Regions from separate parts of the Drosophila melanogaster genome. Here region 2 is linked to region 1. Evidence: chromatin contacts called from public HiChIP or PLAC-seq data. All regions are on one chromosome and are shown on one strand. Each heading gives the region's core, a stretch centred on a gene start, on an enhancer-like site or on the middle of the called end of the contact. The rest is flanking DNA. Distances are from core to core; before and after follow the strand shown. Region 1 holds the start of AspRS-m (Aspartyl-tRNA synthetase, mitochondrial). Region 2 holds the start of kel (kelch).

What was found. HiChIP or PLAC-seq counts read pairs in DNA pulled down with a chosen protein or histone mark.
Region 2: a POLR2A S2P HiChIP or PLAC-seq map of the Kc167 cell line shows a contact between it and region 1, with 7 times the contacts expected there. The contact joins the promoter of kel here to the promoter of AspRS-m in region 1. A contact is called at or near these places in 12 of 107 Hi-C or Micro-C datasets (the D17-c3 cell line, the Kc167 cell line, the ML-DmBG3-c2 cell line and 6 more) and 1 of 6 datasets of contacts at active chromatin or transcription factors (the Kc167 cell line).

What each region holds. Positions count from the first base shown.
Region 1 is chr2L:16,825,360-16,830,655 of dm6, reverse strand. It overlaps AspRS-m (Aspartyl-tRNA synthetase, mitochondrial), which reads right to left and starts at 3,297. Exons shown (of 8, transcript NM_001273590.1): 1 at 3,263-3,297; 2 at 3,012-3,162; 3 at 2,767-2,935; 4 at 2,104-2,604; 5 at 1,861-2,039; 6 at 1,710-1,799; 7 at 196-1,653; 8 at 1-132. The coding sequence starts at 2,932. It overlaps mdy (midway), which reads right to left. Exons shown (of 10, transcript NM_165195.3): 6 at 5,138-5,246; 7 at 4,934-5,077; 8 at 4,567-4,877; 9 at 4,234-4,506; 10 at 3,692-4,173. The coding sequence ends at 3,940.
Region 2 is chr2L:18,136,338-18,141,925 of dm6, reverse strand. kel (kelch) reads left to right here and starts at 3,843. Exons shown (of 6, transcript NM_165242.2): 1 at 3,843-4,449. The coding sequence starts at 3,995. Socs36E (Suppressor of cytokine signaling at 36E) reads left to right here. Exons shown (of 4, transcript NM_165243.3): 2 at 1-182; 3 at 676-1,483; 4 at 1,772-3,251. The coding sequence ends at 2,081.

The DNA of each region.
Region 1 (5,296 bases), core at 2,048-4,547:
AGTCTCACGATTTCGCTCGAACAACGGGAAATCGATCACCCAAAGGAAGCGGAAGTCATTAGGCTTCTTTATTTTGGCATTTTCCACCAGAAAGTCTTGATAGTCCAGTCGGATGCGACCCAACAATTCGCGCTGTAGGTGGATTAAGACAACAAATATTATACATTTTACTTAATTTACTACAAAATTTCTTACAGTTTCCACTTTTGATCCAATGCCCAAGAAAAGGAGATCGTTCTCCTCAAGGTCGAACTTATCGGCGACCTCTGTAGCTACATCTTCGCCTAGTAGCTTTCCCAGTTTCTCCTGCACATCCTTTGTTGGGCCAAATTTGCGCACGAACAACGTACCCTTGAACTCCTTGCCTAGGCTTTCGTAATGCTTTCGGGCAGCTCCATTCCAAAAGGCTTCACTGGCTCGCACTACAATGGCATAAGCGCCAAGATCATCGTATTTTTCCTTGAATTCATCGCTCTTTTCGATGATTTCCGACACGTTGTTTAACAGAAAACCAAACCGAGTGTCCGGCTTGTCATTTCCGTACTTTTCCATTGCCTCCTCATAAGTAATACGACGGAACGGTGTTTGCAGACGCGGAAAATCTTTGGGCCAGGAATAACGCAGAGTCTCCTCAATCAGTTGCATGATATCATCCCTGCTGGTAAATGATAGCTCAATATCCAACTGGGTGAACTCCGGCTGACGATCTGGACGCGTCGCTTCATCCCTGTAGCAACGGGCCACCTGGAAGTATCTGTCAATTCCACCGGACATCAGCATCTGCTTGAATTGCTGCGGACTCTGTACGAGCGAATAAAAGTGGCCCGCTTTGCGAGTGGGTACTACAAACTCCTGAGCTCCGCCTGGCGTTCGTCTGAAGAGTGTTGGTGTCTCCACTTCGACGAAACCCAGATAGTTTATAAGATACTCTCGCATTTTCATTATAACAGCCGATCGAAGGCGCAGATTATGCTGCATATCATTAAATCGTAGATCCAGATACCGATGAGTAAGCCGCAAGCGTTCGCCAGCACGATTAAACTTTCGGATCTCAAACGGAAGATTTTTCTTTGCCGGATTGAGAACAACCACTTTATCCGCTTCTACCTCAACATGTCCAGTTTGCATTTTGGGGTTTATTGTAGCCGCTGGACGGGGAATCACTGTACCCTCAACTCGAACAATTGACTCAATGGGCACGCCTGTTTCTGCGTATTCTTCCAAACCATATGTTTTCGGTGACAACAGTACCTGAGTTTGTCCATAAGCATCCCGAAGTATGAAGAATTTGTTCATGCGCTGGAACTCCAACCAGCCGCATATGACTACTTTTTCGTTGATATCATTGGAGGTTAGTTCCCCGCAGTTATGAGTGCGGTCGGCAAACTTGTTGGTATCGGCCACCTTGGCTCGTTGCTCGGCAATTAAAGAGGCATTAGCAGTGGTACTTGCTTCCGCGCTGTCTTCCGTGGATTCTCCATTATTGCTGGTAAGATTGGCGGATGCTTCGGCGGCAGCCTCCTCAGCCTCAAGATCATCAATGGAAAACTTTTGTTTCTTCTCTTTGGCCTTAATAGGACCATCGTAGGGATCGTCCGGATTGAGAACTTTTACGCTAGTTACACTGACTTCCACCTCACCAGTATCATATTTCTAAAGGGAATTTAATTGATTTATTTTACAAATCGATGGATATTATAAGTTCTTACCAAATTAACATTAGCTTTTGGTCTCCCCAGAACTTTGCCCACTATTTGGATAACTGTCTGCTCAGGTGTTGAAAGAAATGTGTCGCTAAGCTGAAAATAAACATTGAAAATAGTCAATTTGATGAAACTATCATATCGTTTTGTTCATTACCGACTGATCCTCGATCATTAGTTGCGTTTGGCCATAACCATCTTTGAGCTGCAAGAATTTGTTGTTTTTGGTAGAGGGAATCCAACCAACCAAAGTCACTGTCTTTCCGACATCGTCGCGCCTTAGATCGTTGCAGGTGAGATCACGGTTTTCAAAATACTTCAATATATTCTCGTTCTCTGTAAAAGACAATAAAAATATTATGTTACTCATAAACCAGTACTTAAACACTTTCCCACTTACTGGCTATCTTGTACTCGGTGCTGGTAATCCCAAGATTACTCTGCTGCTGCACCATTGTGCTGTATGTGCGCTTGTCACCAGCTCTTTTGGTACCGCCTGCCGGGAAATGAATGTTAAGTATGTCCTGCACCTCCACTTCGATCTCGCCCGTTGGCATTGTTTGATTGCACGAATTGTGTGGTCGCCGCATGACCAGGCCCACAATAGTTAGTGTTGTGTTCTCTGGCATGTTGTTCATGCGCCGTGCCACTCGCGGATGCTTGTCTTCCAGAACCACAAGCTGGCATGCACCGCCATTGCGGTCGCGCAGCTCCGCAAACCGATTCACCCGCTTCTTAATGAGCCTGCCGGACAGCTCAACAAATAATCCGCAATGGTGATTGCGCAACTCGCCGCAACTCTGGCGCATTGGCTGCGGGGGCTGTGAATTCATATTGAAGTTGCTGGCCATGGCACTCATCAGCTGCATTAACTCATTGCCAGAAATGTTGGGACCACCCACTGGAAATGTAAGAGTGAAAATAATATTTTATGTAATATATCTATGTAAGTAAAAAAAAATAAATAAGTGTTTTTGTAAACTGTCTATTCGTTATGCAAGATATTTATAACCAGTTGGACCAATTCCACTAAAGATGCTACTTTTAAGTGCTATCTACTTACTGTTGAAAGGATTTGGTCCGGGACCTGGTCCAAAGTTGTCATTGAAGCCTGGTCCTCCGCCACCACGGTAGTTGTCGAAGTCATTGTAGCCGCCACCATCTGCATAGCCTCCGCCACCACGGCCACCAAATCGACCGCCGCCTCCACCGCGATATCTGCCACTCATGATCTGCAAACCGAACATATGGATTAAGGATTGGACATGGACAACACGAATGGCTAGTTCGTGATTCACGAGAACTTACGTGACCGCAATCAGCCGGTTCTTTCGCCGAGAACAACGAGTCCGGGGTGCTTCGATGCCGAATGTGCCTATCCGCCAAGAAACCTCCACTGGATGCACTGTGCACGAGTTGCTGTTGCAGCTGAAGGCGCTGATGACTTCTCCAAAGGGTTCTGGAAATTAATAACATTTTTGTCACCCTTTAAAATTGGTTTCCCTTTCAGAATTAACTATTGCCTCATGCGAGAAGCGATGTAGAAAAAAATTTCAGACCCAGCACGAGCTGCACACACACACTGGCGCAAACTAATCAGACAGCGACACATATATACACACTGGCCAAACAGCGAATATGTATGCGTGCAGAGCCGGGCGTTGCGAAGAAGCCGACGCAGAAATTTGCGAATCATTGGATCTTACCGCAATAGCCGGATCGAGTGTGGGGCCACAGTTACGCCGAGTTTGTAGAGCCAACTGACACGAAAATATTACTTATATTAAGCTCACATATGATCGACAAATGTTACTTGAAATATAGGAAAAAAAATTGTCTGTTTTGGCTTGGGCAGCGATGAAGTGTGACCATATGCCGCATAAACAATCGATAGATCGTGTATTCTAGGGAAGGAACTATCGAACAAAGAGCTTAATAATTACATTTTTTTCGTTTCATATAATTTAAAAATTAAAAACATTTTATTTAGTTTAAAATTTGATTTATTTACATGACACTTAAATTCATTAACAAATGCATTCAATAACAATCTATTTGTGTTAATCAGTACTACATGCATGTGCAAAAGTCATACAAAATATGCTTTGTAAATTGGCAATCACAAGTTTCCTTCTTAACTTGCATTCTGGCTTATAAATTACGAAAAGTACACGGACCCGACCGATGCAGATATTTCAGTGTTGCTCCATTTTTAAATGTTAACCTTTTTTGAAACCTAACTACTGTAGTCGGTGCCGTTGAGCGAGTTTTTGAAATGCTGGACGACATAATCGTGATAATAGGCCATTATGCACAGAGGCTGACCAAGAATAATGGAAGCCCACACGATTATATTGCCCATTCGGGGACCCAGTTTCTTTTCAATGGATTTGGATATGGCCGATAGGGGAATCTGACCCATCATGCCCATAAATGCCCAGATCTTGTATATTTGCAAAGGAACTGAAACCTGAAAATATAAATTATATTATTGTACAAAATTTGAAATTCTAAATATCAACCCTCATACCAAATATTCATGGAAGACGGCACTGAAAAGAAAGACAATAGTAGAGGCCTGTCTTGAGGAATATCCCATTTGGACCACAGGGATGTAGAGATGACGCACGCACCACCTATGAACTGGCATGTTCCATGTACGCCAGAAGGTGTCAATGTTATTCGCATTCCACCAATCACAATAAAAATTGCGATCTGCAAAATTCAGCAGTTCGCCGACCGCATTAAGAAAAGAGTGGAACATTAGATAGAAAAAGCAGAGCCAGCAAAGATGATTGGGTAGCTAATTAAAGAAAAATTATTAAATAATACTCAAACGTTTTATAATTTTCACTCTACCAACCGCAAGTTTAAGAAGTCGCTCAGTGGCTAAGGCCACGTCCATATTGGAGAACGGAATCAGGGAGTTCCGAACCGATGGAATGATCCATTGTTGAAACAAGGCCATAACCACATTCACTCCAATCACCACCTCCAATAAACGCTTCAGCAAAAAGCGTTTGCGCACGCGAGAAGTTCGCGGGAAATTCAACTCATAGCAGAGAGTGGGCGCGCAAAGGAAGTACAGGAGATCCTTGTATGTGAGATTATCAGGATATTGCACCAGCTTGGAAACGTCCTCGTCTTCTTCACCTCCATTCAAAACTCCTTTTTCTGGATGAAAGATGAATTTTTAATATATGACATTCCGTTGAGAGATCTCAACATACTTAGTTCCGCCAAAGTTATGCTTGGTCGACGCTCCCGCGGATTCTTTTGATAATAAGTCTGACGGCACCACATATTCGTCTGCACATAGGACCATAGTTTTAGGAACAACACAGAGTAAAAGAAGCAAACTGTTGAAGCGCCCACTAAAGATTAACAGATAATTAAATATTTTAAAATACACCTAAACTAAGTTAATTTCTCACTCAAACTAAAAGCATGTCCTTTTAGGTGAATTGTTACCACCGGTAGGCAAACCAAGACAACAATGTTCACTATCTGGATGAACAAGCCCAAGCCCTCTGCAATTATTTCCTGGAAAAGAATTACAAATTTGTTTTAATTTTTAATTCATTCAGTTGGTT
Region 2 (5,588 bases), core at 2,594-5,093, 1.3 Mb before region 1:
GCTGTTGCGTCGGCGTCGCAGCAACAGCAACAGCCGCAGCAACATCCACCACCACCACCACCACCACCAGCAGCAGCAGCAGCAGCAGCACGAGGCCGAAGTCGTCGAGTATTGCGAAGTGCTCGAGTCGCTGCCAGTCAGCAATATGTTGTCGGCGGGAACGCAACACAGCAGCAAGCCAGGTGGGCAAAAGTCGGAGTGTGAGAGCGAGCGAACTCTCTTCTCAATTTGGAAAGTGCACAGCGAAAAATCGGCACGATTTTTTTTTTTAACGAATCAAAACATATAATAAGTGAATAATATTTAAATCCAATTTGTCAGCAATTAAGATTCAGTTGTGTGATTTCAAAAATTTAACCAAGTGATGAAATCCAATCAAGTAGTGACATCATGAACTTTTTAAAGTGAGTAAAAGCTAATCAAAACAATCTAACTACTGCCTAGAATTCAGAACAGAACCATAATAATTTCGAATTACTCACCAAAAAATTTCATGAAAGTGAAACGTTGGAAATGCCACTTTCTGTTCAGTTCAATGAATTCGACGAAATGTATAGTATGATCAAGGGATTTTTCGCTGTGCACAGCTGACCAATATAGAAGAGAATCCGACCTAATCTCATCAAATTTAAAGTGAATCAAATTAATAATAAATTTTGTTCTCCGAAAAAACAGTTTCCAGAAGCAATAATAGCAACAGTTGCTGCCGCAGTCGCAGCAGTAAAGCACTTTCAATGGGAGCAGCAACATCCTCCGCCTCCGGATCCGCATCCACATCCGTGTCCACATCCACATCCTCGAAGCGACGATGCTGCAAGTGCAAGTGCCGCGACGCCATCCGAGGATTAAGGGATATGCTGCCGAGCAGCAGCAGTTCCGTGAGCAATAAAAAGGATGCCGCTGCGGTGGTGGCGATGGTTCCGAGGAAATCCCGGACAGCTGACCGCCGCTCCACACCGCCCACGCTGGGCACATCGAGTGGTGGCTCACAGCGCCGGATGCAGAGCCAAAGGATACGAAATTCCGTCGCCGTTCCGGACGCCAGCCATCACCATCATCAGCTCATCATTCGGATCACATCGCCGGGCTTCGTGGTCGAGTCGCCCAATGGCGGCCGCGTAACTGTGGTCACCGAGCCCGCCCCCCAGTCGCCCCAGACTCCGCCCCGGCCACGTCCCCTGGCCACGGTCGCCCCCGCCGGAGGGGCTGGCCATGCCGGAATCGGAGCCGCCCGCAACATGACCGTGCACTCGCAAATCGACTTCATGCACTGCCTGGTTCCCGATCTCGAGAAGATCACGAACAGCAGCTTCTACTGGGGCAAGATGGACCGCTACGAGGCGGAGCACCTGCTCGAGGGCAAGCCGGAGGGCACGTTCCTGCTGCGCGACTCCGCCCAGGAGGAGTTCCTCTTCTCGGTCACATTCCGGAAGTACGGCAGGTCACTGCACGCTCGCATCGAGCAGAGCGGTCACAAGTTCAGGTGAGCACTAGTCCTTATCTCAACGGATTTCTCGGAATCCGCAGCTGACATGCATGGGCGAGTCATTGAAATATGATAGACAATTCCTGGTAATTCCGATTAAATTATATTGATGAGTCGTCGCTGCCTGTAATGAGTTCATTTTATCGCAACAATGTTAGACTTGAAGACAGCACTTGTTGAAAATCCAACATTTGTTCATTTAAACTTTTTAAATATTTCAAAACTCGAAATTCCACAGCACCTTGAAATCCAAACTGGTGACTAACGATATCCATTCTTCTACAGCTTCGACTGCCACGATCCGTGTGTGTTCACGGCGCCCACGGTGACAGGACTTTTGGAGCACTACAAGGACCCCGCCTGCGTGATGTTCTTCGAGCCCTGCCTGACGATACCCCTGCACAGAAGGCAGACCTTCTCCCTGCAGCAGCTCTCCCGGGCGACCATTGTGTCCAACACCAGCTACGACGGGATCAACCAGATGGAGCTGCCCGGTCGGCTGAAGAGCTACCTTAAGGAGTATCACTACAAGCAGAAGCTGCGCGTCAAGCCCATCGACCAGAACACCCCGATGCCGTACTACGGCAATGTATAGCGGGAGGAGCAGCAGGTGGGCTTCACCTACTACGAGGACGTGGAGAGCGGCAGCGAGGTGGACGAGGACGACGACGAGGGGGTCAACATACGGGTCTCCTACGTTCAGCACGCCGAGGTGGTGGCCCAGCTGCAGCAGGTCACCACGGCGTCGGGCCCATCGGCTCCGTCCTCATCCAGATCGTCCAATCTTCAGGAGCACCTCAGCAGGCTGCCCAACCGCATGGCAGCCGCCTTTGGTCGGATGTCGGCCAATCTGAATTGCTACCAGAAGACTGTCGCCACGCCGGAGCGTCACTCCAACTCCTCCTGAGGATCAGGACGTGGACGGAGGGGCAAACAGAACCCAGAAACCAAAACTCAAACTGAGACAATCCCAGTGCAGCGTGTGCCGCCACCATAAGTTAAAAGATCAAACGCGAAGCCACATAACAAAATCGCTAGCTCGCTACTACAAGACTGTCATGGATCAAAAACCAAATGTTCACCATATATATCTCACCTATTGGAATGCAGCTCGGACGGATTTTTGAGTTGTGGCACTCTTGAAAGCGAGCTGGTAGAATGTAGAATCGAAATCGCAGTTAGCTAATTGTACTATAAACTAAGTATTATTATCTAAAGCAACCCTCTCTCCTACACACATAAGTATTGCAAAAAGAAGGGCCAATCGAGCTTTTCGTAATCGCTGGTATTCTTGTAATATTTCATTGTATTTATTTGAAGTATGGAATCTAAATGATGTGTTACTGTTACGTGTAAATACGAGATACGAATGCAGCTTAGTTAGTGTAAAACTCTCTCATTAGCCAAATTTCCAAATGTAATTTTCGCCTATTTATGAATATACTTTATTTATTTATTCGAAGTGATTTCGTTCGCAAGCGAGTGCTTTGTTTAAAAAGAAAAAACCCGTCAGTTGTACACGTGTAGAGCATTTGTAAATACTACCGATTTTCGCATTAAGCTGTAGCTATATTAATATAATGAATTATAAATCATGTATTCCTACCTAGGTGGTTGCTGTTATTCGTAAACATTCAATAAGCAGTTGTTTCCAATACCTATTTAATGTATTTTACATATCTCACATGTTGATGAGCATGCGTATCAATATTCAAAAACAAAATCGAAAAAAGAGTCAAACAAATAAAGTTGATCAAGATATTAGAAAAAATCTCAAAGTGTGTTTTGAATCAGAAGTGTGGAATCATAATCAACCCAAATGATTGATGTATTTTAATATCTTTAACAAATGAATGTTTAACTCATTCGTTATTTTCATTATAAAGTCGTGAATTCTTTATAAAATGAGAGTAATCAACTAAAATCTATAGATTTCTATTTATTTTATTTTATATCTATAAAATATCTATAGATATTCTATCAAGATTATGCTGAACTAAACCTTTTTTACTTTCTTTTATGGAATTCGAATATGCAATCTTAATGAATTCTGTGTCGCATATTTGTAATCTTTTTGCAATTTTATTTATATATTTTTATAAGATGAATTAGGTATGCTTTTTTTAAGTTTAGGTAAATGTGGAATATTAGTTTGTATATCAATTTAAAAATCACACTTTTTGAAACGTACGTATAAATAAAAATTAAAGGGGAGAGGTCATATTTAAGATGTAATTCAAGTGAATTACAAAAATTCAAAAATTAAATGACTTTATCATTAATTTTATAGTTGGAAACAAAGCCAGCTCAGTGAGAACTGGTTGAAAATGCCTATCGGACTATCGATGAGTATTCATCGCTAGTGGTAACTTGCGACCAACCCGAGGCTGGTCACACTGCTCTGGTCGCGTCCAAAAAGTGTACAATTTTTCACCACCTCGGTTTGTTTTTTCGGACCAGGCGAGGCACCTTCGATTCGCTGCGACTTCCGTTTCCGATCCGTTTCGGATGATAGCTCTGAGTGCGCTGCTAACCAAATATACGATCGGTATTATGAGCAACCTAAGCAATGGCAACAGCAACAACAACAACCAGCAGCAGCAGCAACAACAACAGGGTCAGAACCCACAACAACCAGCACAGAATGAAGGCGGAGCGGGAGCGGAGTTCGTGGCGCCACCGCCCGGACTAGGTGCCGCAGTGGGCGTGGCAGCCATGCAGCAGCGCAACCGCCTGCTGCAGCAGCAACAGCAGCAGCACCACCACCATCAGAATCCCGCCGCCGAGGGAAGTGGCCTGGAGCGGGGCAGCTGCCTTCTGCGCTACGCCAGCCAGAACTCCCTGGACGAGAGCTCCCAGAAGCACGTCCAGCGGCCAAATGGCAAGGAGCGCGGCACTGTGGGGCAGTACAGCAATGAACAGCATACGGCGCGCTCCTTCGACGCCATGAACGAGATGAGAAAGTAAGGATGGCACGAGATCCTGTCGAAGGATCAGTTCGTACGACTATAAAATTTGGTTAAGTCCTTAAGCATCATAAAGAAGTAGCCAGGGTTTCTAAAGACCTTAAGGCAGTATATTTAGATCCACAAATAGTATTATATCCTAATTCCTACCTGTGAGAGGTTTTAAAAACCTTAGGTAGAACATTGGTTATTTTGTACCTGCCCTGGAGAATAGAACACACAGCACCCACATAGGACTTTTAATGATATGCAGAATTAGATCTATGTGATTTTATAGCCTGATTATGTAAATAAGCACACCTACAACGGTTCGAAAAATGTTTCAAATGTCATTTGTTTGCTCAACAGCAAACCAGCTGAACGTTCGTTCAGGTTCTAAAAAGGTGTCAGCTATTTCCCAGTTACTATTTCCTTGACAAAACAAGCTGATCTGAGTTTCTACCACTAAAACTTTCAGTTGTTAAATATGACGACCTACCTCAACTTAATATAAATAGAACTGTGCTAACTACACTCTATTATAAACTCATCTCCTCTGTTCCCGGACAAAGGCGCATGATTCAATCCCTGCGTGTTCGACGGGAACAGGTGGACCGACTGGCTCTCGAGCTTTGAGATTTGGGCCAAGATGCGAAAATAAAATCTCTGAAAATGTCAGATGATCGTCTCTCGCATATTTGCGCAGTTCGCTTTGTTTATCTGGCCGTTGCTAATATTTGTGTTTGCACACTACATATGTATAAACGAATATTTGCCGCCGCTTTTGTCGTGGGGCCATTCGCATTAATTATTGTCTAGTTTTTATTATGATGAGTTGCTTACGCCTTCGGGTTTCGCATTGGGCCACGACCTTGAACTTGGTTGCGGCCAAAAATGATATTCGTTTTCGAATCGCATTTCGATTCCGCTTCCGCGTCTCCGCCTTTGCTTACTTTTTGGAAAACTACTGGGCGTATGGAAAATTTATTGGTAGCTTACATAAAACGAGTTTTTTTTTTCGGACCAATCATATCGTATTCGGCGCGAAAGTGAATGTGGTATAACCCAAAAAGTAAGCCGAGCGTTGTAATGTGGATTGCTTTTTGATTGGGAATTGAATCACACAAATATTTCGTGAGGTGTATATTCTATGAGAT